Regions from separate parts of the Canis lupus genome. Here region 1 is linked to region 2. Evidence: chromatin contacts called from public Hi-C data. All regions are on one chromosome and are shown on one strand. The core of a region is the stretch at or near the end of the contact, and the rest is flanking DNA. Distances in the headings are between cores, read along the strand shown. Region 1 overlaps LMF1 (lipase maturation factor 1). Region 2 holds the start of LMF1 (lipase maturation factor 1).

Region 1 (5,404 bases), core at 28-2,527, 43 kb before region 2:
GATACTTTTGAAAGAGTTGGTTAAAAGCTTCACACCTTAAATCATTTTAAACTGCACGCTCCCAATTATGAATCGTTTAGAGGACTGCTACTCTGTGCTGTCAGGATGTCCTTGGGCGCTGCAGGGAGCAGGAAGTGACCTGTGTAACCCGCACGCCCACACAGCAACCCTCCGTCCACTGCACTTGTCACGGTGCTAACACTCAGTTACCACGGCAACCAGACTTCCTAGCCCCAGGTGTCCCCTGCTGCTCAGATCTATGCAGGTGTCACCAGCTAGCCCCAAAACCAAAACTCACGGTAATGACCTCAGCTAGCTTTACTGGTTCTGGATAAAGAGGAAAATGCTTCCTGTCGACGGAAATTAGATCTAGCAACAGAGATTTCTTAGGATTAATATATTCCAAGTATTTAACATATATCAGGCTGAAGGGCACGATAATTACCATTTCTTTGGCTTTTGTTTCCTGTGCATGAAAATTAACCGAAGCTTGTCTCGCAGTAACTTGCTGGAATCCTGAAGACGTGCCGGTCAGTGCTGCTCTGCGGCTGACAACAGGGGTGTCCTGGAGGGCCCCCTGGCCGCAGGGAGCCAGGAGTGCTGGCTCAGGCGCGTGGGGTAGCTGTGGACTCTGCTCCCGTCAACCCCGGGCGGCACATTTGCTCAGAGCACCCGTGTGGGCCTGGGCCCTGCGTGGAGGGCCTCCCGCCAGCACCGCAGCTGAGCTCCTGCCTGTGTGCACACGCAGCAGGGCCCCCTCCTCCCACCGGTTCTGGAGAACGACCTGGGTCACTTTCTACTGTCCTGGGTCTTCCACGTGCTCAGTGAACACGGTTTCTGGGCCTCCCTGATGCTGCTGACGGGCACCGCCTTGTCACCTGAAGGAGCACAGGGCCTGGCTGATGCGCAAGGCTCGCACGTCCAGTTTGACACACACGCTCATCAGAAACAATGGGGAGGTTCGGCTCATCTGAAAAGTAGGAGGGCACGCGCCCAGGTCAGAGGTCAGGGCGGCCCTGCAGCCTCACCCCACACAGACATGGTCTCCACTGGGGGGTCGCTGCGGGGGGCACACCAGGCTTCCTCCTGCCTTTCCCACACACGTCAGGACCAGCTTCACACCCCTTGGAAAGGGAATGGTTTCTGGCCCTCTGGTGGGGTGACGGGCACTCCTGAGTCTAGAAGCCAGGATGGCCACTGAGGCACAGCCTCCCCACCACAGAGACCTGACTGTGGGCAGCATGTTCTCTGCATGGGGACAGGTGTCGGTCCCAGAATAGGGACCCAGTGGGCACGGTGGCAGCCGGCACCACTCAGCAGTGGTGCCTGAAGAAGCCTAGGGCGGTGCTTTGCCGATGGGAGGGCCAGCCCCAGGCAGCACATGCCTCGATGCCCGCAGGGCATGTTTCCAGAAATGCTTTGTTGTTAGGAAGGATCAGTGTGCAGTGGAGGGAGGGTTTCAGCTCACATTGGTTTCCGATGTGTGTCATCACAGGAAAACACCCGAGAGGCCCACAGAGGCCCGCAGGGAGGGCCGAGCTACCTGGCATCCGCTGGCTGCCTTACCTCCGCCTCCACCGCACCCCAGGCCTCCTGTCTTGGGTCTCTGTACCCAGTGCTCACACACCACCTTCTCAGGGAGGCCCTCCCAGGACGTAACATTTACAGGTGGGCCCGAGCCCATCCCAGCCTAACGTACCGAACAGCACACTCGCCACGCCACAGACAGCATATCTCGCTTCTTCCCCTTCTCTGTTCCCCTTCTCTGTTCACGCTGCGCCCAGAATGCAAGCTCCACGAGCACACAGTGAGGCTCCATGTAAGTGTGTTCAAGGATACAAAGGAAAACATGCCCATAAGGCATAAAGAGATAGGGAAACTGGGCAGAGAAACAGAAGCATAAAAAAAGAACCAAGCAAATTCTAGAATTGGAAAGGAAAATACCTGAAATTAAAATTTTACTAGATTAATGTAATAGCAGTTGGGAGGACAGAGAACAAAAAGGTGGTGAACCTGAAAATAGCTCAACTGAAGTTATTCAATATGAATAACAGATTTTTTTTCAATAACGATTTTTTAAAAAGATTTATTTATTGTAGGAAGAGAGCACATATGAGTGGGTGGGGGCGAGGGGGCAGAGAAAATCTCAAGCTGACTCCACGCTGAGCCCACAGCCTGATGCTAGATCCCAGGCCCTGAGATCATGACCTGAGCAGGAAGCAACAGTGGGACACTTAACTGACTGAGCCCCGCAGGCATCCCTAGAAACCCAGGTGCCCCTACTAATTTTTTTTTTAAAAGACTGAATAACAAAAGAACAGACTCTCAGGAACTGGTGGGGCATCATCAAAAAGTCCTACATACATGTAACTGGAATCTTAGGAGGAGAGAAATGGGCAGAAAAAAAAAAACCCTAAAATATATTGGCAAAAATGATCAGACTTGGTAAAAGACATGTTACAAGTTCAAGAACCTTAGAGAATCATAAGATAGTATCCAAAAAAGGCCACAAAGAAGCCCACTACAAACTGTGATAATCCAAGGACAAAACCTCCCAAGCAGTCAGAGAAAAAGGCAGCCTGACATTTGGAGAAATGAGAGGACGAATGAGAGCTGACTTCTTGTCAGAAACGACGGAGGTGGGAAGCAGAGAACCCAACGCAGAGTCTTCCACCTCATGCAACGATCTGGTCTGAGATCAAACAGAACCAAGAGTCCGTAAGCTTTCAGAGAGGATGTTGACACAAAGATCTGAGGAGATCAAGCACCGGCAGTTCCAGCACAGGTGTGAAAGGAAGAAGCACTGACCCCCACCAGCAGGAGCATCACAAGGGCGGAAGGTGGCTCGCCAGCACAGGCTGTGCTGCAAAGGAGCCGGGAACACAAGCCATTTTCTTTTGGACATAAAGTGGTAAGAACGTGACGTCTGTGCCTTACGTTACTAACAACAGAGAGGTGGAAAGACCCATCACTCATTACAGAAGATGCTGCAGCCTCAGTGCACAGAAGTCTCCCCGATAGTCACCACCGAAGACCTGCTTTCATTTGACTTATTTTGATTTCATTTTTCAGACCTGCCGAGTCCTCCAGCTGTTGTTCACCGTTCACGATGGCCCTTCAGCACGGGCCACTGGAATCAAGGATCCCGAGTATGGGACAAACAAGACACAGCTGTCTGCAGAGAGCTGCCAACTGAGCAGGACTTCCCTCCTGGTGGAGCCACAAAGTCCCATAAATTCCTACCCAGGCTCAGTCTCGGAGCAGATGAGAGTCCTACCTTTGCATAAATGGGAATGATGGGGATTTGGATTGCACGGGTGCATGCATTTGTCAAACTCTAAAACTCTATACTTAAGACCGGAGCATCTCATTGTGCATGGATTCCTTGTCGGAGGGAGAAAAACCTGAGCACGCACTGAGCTCTAGTTAATGACCTGCATACTGAAGTTCACGGATATGTGACATTAACTTCAAAATGCGTCAAAATATATGATGGAACAATAGACGCATAGAGAGATGAAGAGATTAACTATATAAAGGAAAAGATCTAGTAAAATAAAAACTGTAGAAGCTACATGGTCCATATATGGGTTTTTACTATACAATCCTTTAAGTTTTTTTGGTACGCTTGAAATTTTTCACGATGACATGATTTAAAACGTCCTATGTAACACTTATTCTTAGCCACTGTAAAAATAAGAAAAATTCTAAGACTTGACATAGAAAAAAATACGATTGCCTACACAGAAAGTTAAAAAAAAAAATCTACAGAAAATGAGCTTAACTATCGAGTGGCACCGGCAGCAACTGCAAATGACATTAAAAGGAACCCTATAGGGTACGTGGGGACCAGGTGATTCTTCTGAAAGTTGACAAGGGAAAGGATAAAGTGTTCTATCTTGAGTTTTCCAGAGAAGCTGGATTTCGAGCAACCAAATAGTTGATGAAAGTTGCTTTGATTTAAAAAAAAATCCCAGAAAAATGCCAAGAGAGCGATAGCACGAGAGCATGCGCGCCAGGCAGGCCCGGGAGAGGCGGGGTGGGGAGGTCCAGGCACTCGCCATGGCAACCGGCCACCGCGGCCCGTCGGCTAACGGGCGGTCGGGCTGGTAAGGGCTCAGCAATCCGCCGCCGCAGGAAGAGAGGAAAGGCAGCCTGTGCTTTCGAGCCGCAGCAAGAGGCCCCAGCTCCCTGACGCGTCCCCTCTAGCGGCGGGCAGGGGGCAGCGGGCAGCAGGCCGCGAGCTCTGTGCAGGGCAGCCGTGCTCCCTGCCCTGCCACAAAACCCCGTCTGGGGACATGGGGGGGGGGTCCTTAAGAGGCTACAGGACTGCATCCATCAAGCGTGTCCGGGGTCCCCGTGGGGACACAGCAGCTGTAGACACGCGCAGACTTCTGAGGTGGCCGGCACCATGGGAACGCAGGCTAAGCGGCTGATAGGATCCCGCCGATGGCTCAGCCGGGCCGGCCGTACAGCGGTGGCGCTGCTGAGAAAGCCCCGTCTCGGGGCCCCAGCTGGAGCAGCCGGGCCTGGGGCACCTGGCCCAGCACCGTAGCAGGGGAGGCAGTGCCCGTTAACGGGGGCGCTCTGAGGCTGTGGGTGCCCCAAAGTATTCATAATCAGAAGTCAAAGAAAAATAAGCGAGGGACTCTCCCATCTGTGGGGACATCTGGAACTCACTGACAGCATGTTCACAGATCCCAACAAACTGTGAAACGCACCGTCTTAAATTGCCATTTGTTCTAGAAACCAATCTTACAGTGAGTATGGGAAGGAGTCTTTTAAAAAGGTATTTAAAAGCTTTGTAAAGAAACCCCGTTACACTTTATAGAGGGATGCACAAAAGTTTTTAAAAAGCCAGCAGAATGAACATGCATTTTCCAGAAGAACCACCCAGAGCTCAGAAAGCCACAGTCTCTGCGAGGACGGTGCGTGTAGCCAAACTATCCAGGTGTGACTCTAAAGAAGGTTCCCCCCCTCCCCCCAAAGTAGGAGATCCACTCTCTGAGTGATTAGCTTCCCCGAGGAGGCTGAGAACTGGAGGCGAAGCGGGGCTGAGGAGCCATGCATACCCACAGAGGCCTGCTCATCCTGCGCACGCCAGGCCGCATGGCAGGGCCTGAGGGGGCAAGGGGGCGTGGGGTCCCGGAACACGGCAGCCACGGTCTCCAGGATCGCGGGTTCTGTCCTGCTCCTAGACCACAGGGCCCACGTGGGCGCAGCAGAGCCCCCCTCGCCGTCGTCAGTGGGGGTTGACCGTAGTTGCTGACTTTGGCACCATCGGGGGGAAAAGGAAGAGAATTGTCACTTATGGATGCTGGGCCCAGAGTCCTGGATCCAGGCCTCGAAGCCAGGTGACCAAATGGTGGGGGCAAGGCTCCCCCGCGAGAGCTGCACGGTGGGG
Region 2 (5,483 bases), core at 1,398-3,897:
CCCGAGAGGATCAGGGTCCTCTTGCGTGGGCCGTCTGTGTCCTGAGAGTCCACACCAAGGGGCTGGGAGTGGGGCACGGGGGGATGGAAGGGAGACACAGTGGAAGAGCATCCCATGGGGACAAAGAGCGACAATGAAGACTATCAGCAAGAAGTCCGGGAAGTTTTCTGAAGCAGGAGCTGCCCCTAGGCGGAGGGTAGCAGCACGCACAGAACCCTGAGGCAGCTGCACGCTCACAGGTGTGCCAACAGGTACACGGACAGCAACATCTGTTGTAGGAACTCTCTTAACCATGCAGAGGATGAAGCCCAGGGCAGGGGCTCCCCGTGCAGCCTGTGGTGGGGTCGGGAGTCCGCAAGGACAACTCTAAAATTCATCATCAAGTGACACGTGGGCAGCCCCCGTTGGCATCATGAAAAACCCTGGGACTTCAGAAACTCTGATGTAGCTCCTGTTACCAGAATGATCTGGACTCTCTAGGCAGAGACCACGGCAGGATGTGTGCCCACTTGCCCAGGGCCATCTCGGCCAGAGAACATCCTCCCAGGACGATGGGAAACGAGGCCTTCACACAGCCGAAAACACGGAGTCTACCCCAAACAGAGAGAAGCCAGGGAGAAAACACACGTCTCAAGGCAGGTGGCTCTGCGCTCAGCGCCCTAAGACATGTGCCTGACCCAGCAGCCAGAACCATCCCAACTTGAACAGGGGATCCCCGCTCCCCCAGAGCCTGAGGCTGCTGTTAGCCGTGCTTGCCAGGGAGGCGCCTGGCTGCTGCCCCCTCAACAGTCCACGCAGACCTCCGGGGCAACCCTGTCTCCGCTGCCTTCTGCCAAGTGACAGCTCGCTCAACCACTCAGGATGGCTATTTAAAACTGTGGAGGCTCCTGCCATGCAGCCAGGAACTATTTTTACAGGGACAGAGGGCAGGGAGGTACCAGGAGAGCCCACACAGGTGACCCCAGGGCCCTGGGTCGCCCCCCTGAGGCAGGACACACAAAAGCCAGCTTGGTCCTGGCTCAAGGACACTGCCTCTTCCTCCGGGAGGGGAGAGCTTGAGGCACAGCTGAGATGCCCAGCGCCCAGGCCCGTGGAGGCCCACCAGCATGGGTGGGGAAGGCACCTGCCAGCACCCTCGTCCCCCACCCCCGCTGCTCCAGACCTCAGCCCACCCAGCGGGAAGAAGAGAGGGAGACACACTCCACTGGGTATCCTCCTGAAAGGAGGGGGCCCTGCGAGGGGCGAGGGGGGGCAAGCGCAGGGGGGCACCCAGAGCCAGTTGAGGGCAGGAGCGTTGGGCAGGGCAAATGTCCCGGAAGAAGGGGTTTCGGGATGAGGGTCCCGGGGGAGGGACGATAGGGGGGTAGAGTACCAAGGGGGGGGTCTAGGGGGATGCGTCCTCTGAGGCCGGCCATCCCCAGGACAAGGGACTCCTTGGGGGGGCGTCCCAGGAGGGCACAGGGGGTAAGAGTCCCAGAGGGGCAGGGGTGAGCGTCCCAGGGGGGCGAGAGTCCCAGGGAGGAGCGTGGGGGAGTGTGTGTGTGTGGGGGGAGCGTCCCGGGGGAGGGGGAGCGTGGGGGAGAGCGTCTCAGGGGAGGAGGGAGTGTGGGGGGGGAGGGGGAGCGTGGGGGGAGAGCGTCCCGGGGGAGGGGGGAGCGTCTTGGGGAAGGGGGAGCGTCGGGGGAAGTGTCTGGGGGTAAGAGGAGCGTGGGGGGGAGCATCAGCGTCTCAGGGGGTTGGGGGGAGCGTCTGGAGGAGGGGGGAAGCGTGGAGGGGCAAGCATGGGAGGAGCGTGGGGGGAGGAGCGTCGGGGGGACGGGGGTGTGGAGCGTGGGGGGGGGGCAGCATCCCAGGGGACGTGGGGGCGGGGAGCGTCCCGGGGGGAGCGTCGGGGGGGCGGGGGGGCGGGCAGGGTGGAGCATCCCGGGGGAGGGGGTGAGCGTCTCAGGGGGTTAGGGGGAGCGTCGAGGGGGGGGAAGCGTCCCGGGGGAGGGGGTGAGCGTCTCAGGGGGTTGGGGGGAGCGTCTGGAGGAGGGGGGAAGCGTGGAGGGGCAAGCATGGGAGGAGCGTGGGGGGGAGGGGGAGCGTCGGGGGGACGGGGGTGTGGAGCGTCGGGGGGCGGGGGGGGGCCGGCGGCATCCCAGGGGACGGGGGGAGCGTCCGGGGGGAGCGTCGGGGGGGGGCAGGGTGGAGCATCCCGGGGGAGGGGGTGAGCGTCTCAGGGGGTTGGGGGTGAGCGTCGGGGGGGAGGGGCGCCCCCATGGGAAGGCGCGTTCCGGGGGGCAGCGTCCCGGCCAGGGGCACGTGGGGCCGCGGGGCGCCGTGGGGCAGGGTGGGTGTGGACCGGAGGCGGGGCGAGGCCAGGAGTCCCGGGGGCGCGTCCCGCGGGGAGACCCGGAGGCGAGGGCAGCAGCGACGGAGCCCCGGGCCCCCGGACTCACAGTAAATGAAAGCGAGGGCCCTCAAGAGCACGATCCTAGTCAGCCAGAAAGTGCCCGCCCGGAGGCCGGCCGAGCAGCCCGTGGGGTCGAGCCCCGGCCCCGGCGGAGACCCAGGCCCGCCGCCCGCCTTCCCGGCCTTCCGCTTCCTCAGCGACTCCTCGGGCGCCGCCATTGCGGGGGGCCACCAGTGCGCATGCGCCGGGAGCGCCCCGCGCCCGGACGCCCCGCCCCGAGCGGGAGCCTGGCCACGGCCCCCCGACTGGCCACGCCCCGGGCGGGGAGCGCGCTCTAGTGCGGGCGCGCGGGCGCCCCCCGCAGGCCGCGCGTGGTGCTGCCGCCGGGAGGGCGACGGGAGGTCCTCCCCGGGCTCCCGCTGCACCGCGCGGGCCTCGGCTCTTCCGTCACCGGGGCCGCGTAAGCACCTGGGCGGCTGCCCGCCTGCGCCCTCCCTTGGGTGGGCCGGGACCGCGGTGGGCCCGCTCAGCGTCCGTGTGCGCAGCCGGGAGCCGCGCTCCAGCAGAGGCAGGGCTGGAGCAGAGCCGGCTCACGGCGCGGCCGGGGTCCCCGGGTGTCCCCTTACCACGCCCTCACCTCCTGTCCGGGGAGGGTGTCGGGGTGTCAGCCACACGGCTAGCCAGGGGCCTGAAATCAGCCAGGTCCGTCGGCTTGGGCAGGACTCCCACCCCTCTCCAGACCGCACCTCCAGGCCTGGGGGAGGGTGGTGCATTGAGGGTCCCCAGGAAAGAACTTACCCACCTGTGGCCCCGCTGAACCTGGTGACAACATCAGCAACTCCACCCAGGCACCGCTCAGGACAGGTGGCGCCCAGTGGGTGGGCTCATGGGCACTCCTTAAAGGAAGGCGGTTAGTGGGCAAACTGGTCCTTGGAAGCAAATCACTGAGGTGGGTGTGGGTTTTCTTTTTTATTCTTCACAGCTCTTTACATATTACAGATCCTATTCTTGTGTGCATATTGCAAATGTTTGTCCCGAGTTTTTTGTTCGCTTTTGACATCTTGTGCGGAGTGTTCTGACATCTAAATTATTAATACTTGTGGGTCAAATGATCAGTCTTGTTTAATTATATCTTTACCACCTGCAGCGTGAGCTCTATAAAGGCAGGGACTGGCTCTGGACTTGCCCCCCCCCCCCAATCTAGGCCAGGCCAGCAACTGCTGGAACACTTCTTCAGCCTCCAGCTGTTGGGTGATAGCAGATGTGCATCCTATACTGTGAGTTTTTAAAAAGTGCCCCCTTTTTTTTTCTTGTGAAAACTCTCCTTTCAGAGCCCAGCTGTAAAGTGGGACATGTAAAAGATCGGCAGTGGGGGGGCACAGACATTGCACCCTGGTGAGCCCCCAGCAGGGAAGCCTGTGCCCGAGGCCTCCCCGCCTCCGGGGGCGGGGAGGTCAGGGGACAGTCCGTCCTGGCCATGCTTCCAGGTCCTTCCAGCAAACCTACATTCTGCACCTCGTCTCCAGGGCCCGGGGGCTGCATTAGGGATGAGCCAGCACGGCTGTCTGGTCCAAGCGGAGGATCCAGTGCCCCTCAGCCCAAGCCCACCCGAGCTTCCATGCGTCCCCTGGATACAGGAGGTGCTCAGGGCACAGCACGGAAGGACAGCTCCGCCATCAGGTGTGACCCAGGGCGCTGCTTTTCAGGTGGGGACGGTCCTGACAAAGAGCCCTTTGTCCTCAGCTTCCCCTGGCCCGGGTTGCATTGTTCTCCCCAGAGGAGGGCACAATGGGGCATTGTGGAGAGCAGAAAGGCGTCCTTGTCCAGCATCCAGCTCGCTGGGCTCCAGTCTCCCTCTCCGGGTTTACCCAGGGTGGGCGAGGCCATCAGAGAGGTCCACTGGGAGCTCGGGTTCTTACACTTCCTCCGGGACCCGCCTTCCTGGGAGTGGACTGCAGAGGTCCGGTGAGTCCGAGGGTCCAGAACCCACCCACGCGGGAGCGGACCTTGCGGAGCGGGGCTTGGGCCGCGGAAAGCCTGGCCGGTGGCTCGGCGCTTGCCTATGTGCACCCAAATTGAACCAGAAGCACACGAGTCTGTAACTCAGCAGTAAGGAGGAGTGAGGTGTTGACACCTGCTACAAGATAGAGGAACCTCACAAACATCATGCAAAGTGGGAGAACCAGGCGCACGGGCTACACGTCGGATTCCATGTACATGACACGTTCCGGATCAGCAAATCCGCGGAGACAGAAAGGAGATGGGTGGTTGTCTAGGGCTGGGGGCGGGGAGTGACGGGAAGATTCCGGAGCCAGGCAGAGGGGACGGCTGCACACCAGCAATGCACTAAATGCTACAGAACTGTACACTTCAAAACGCTTGAATGTTATGCCATGTGAATTCCGTTTCAAAAAAAAAGAAGAAAAATCTTAAAAATACCCTATGTTGTTCCAGAACGTCCTAGAAGGCACTGTTTTTCCCTGTTGGAATAGGTCACGTCATTTACACCAAACCTACCTCTTCATCTAGATGAGGGAGCATCTAAGAGCTTTGACTAATATTTAGATTCGGGGACATCTTATGCTCCAAGAAAGCACTGCACTTAAAAACAAAACCTTTTTTGTAAACCTTGAGGCAACTGCAGGGGTGGAGGCTGGTGCTGGGGAGGCAGCTCGCTGGCTTCCTCACCCCGTGGGCTCAGTGGCTGCAAACCGCAGGTACACAGGGGTCGGGGGGGGGGCTTTACCCCCACACACACACTGGGAGCCTGGGTGGGTGGCGGGGCTCCTGAGCCCACATTTTCAAGCCAAACTCTGAGAAAAAGTCAAGCTGGTTACGGAGGGGTTGGTGCCCAGCCCCGGCCTGGATGGAGCCAGGAGGATGAGCCCAGAATTTGACTAGAGAGAGAGAGAGAGAGAGGCTCCCCCAGAGGACCCGTCAGCTCAAGCCTGGGGCTGGCATCCCACAGACCTGTGGATAAGCCAGAGCCCCAAGCAGGGAGCCCGGCCCGGGGGTCCCATGCACGGCTCCTCCTATACAGCCCGGGCGGAGGCACACACAGGCCCGGGGGCTGGCGGGACTCCCAGCA

What was found. A called contact is a pair of places that touch in the nucleus more often than the background predicts.
Region 1: a contact with region 2 is called in a Hi-C map of blood, with 1.6 times the contacts expected there. The contact joins the enhancer-like site here to the promoter of LMF1 in region 2.

What each region holds. Positions count from the first base shown.
Region 1 is chr6:40,192,579-40,197,982 of UU_Cfam_GSD_1.0, reverse strand. All of the region lies in intron 3 of LMF1 (lipase maturation factor 1), which reads right to left. Among named protein-coding and RNA genes, the nearest start is that of MIR8877, 28 kb to the left of the region's middle. Within about 2 kb of position 1,277, at least 4 of the 20 cell types and tissues checked have an H3K27ac peak or open chromatin away from gene starts, as enhancers often do. A contact at or near this core is called in blood, where this site is marked.
Region 2 is chr6:40,151,335-40,156,817 of UU_Cfam_GSD_1.0, reverse strand. LMF1 (lipase maturation factor 1) reads right to left here and starts at 2,647. Exons shown (of 11, transcript XM_038540861.1): 1 at 2,442-2,647. The coding sequence starts at 2,613. LOC119876375 (a long non-coding RNA gene) reads left to right here and starts at 2,996. Exons shown (of 3, transcript XR_005360990.1): 1 at 2,996-5,112.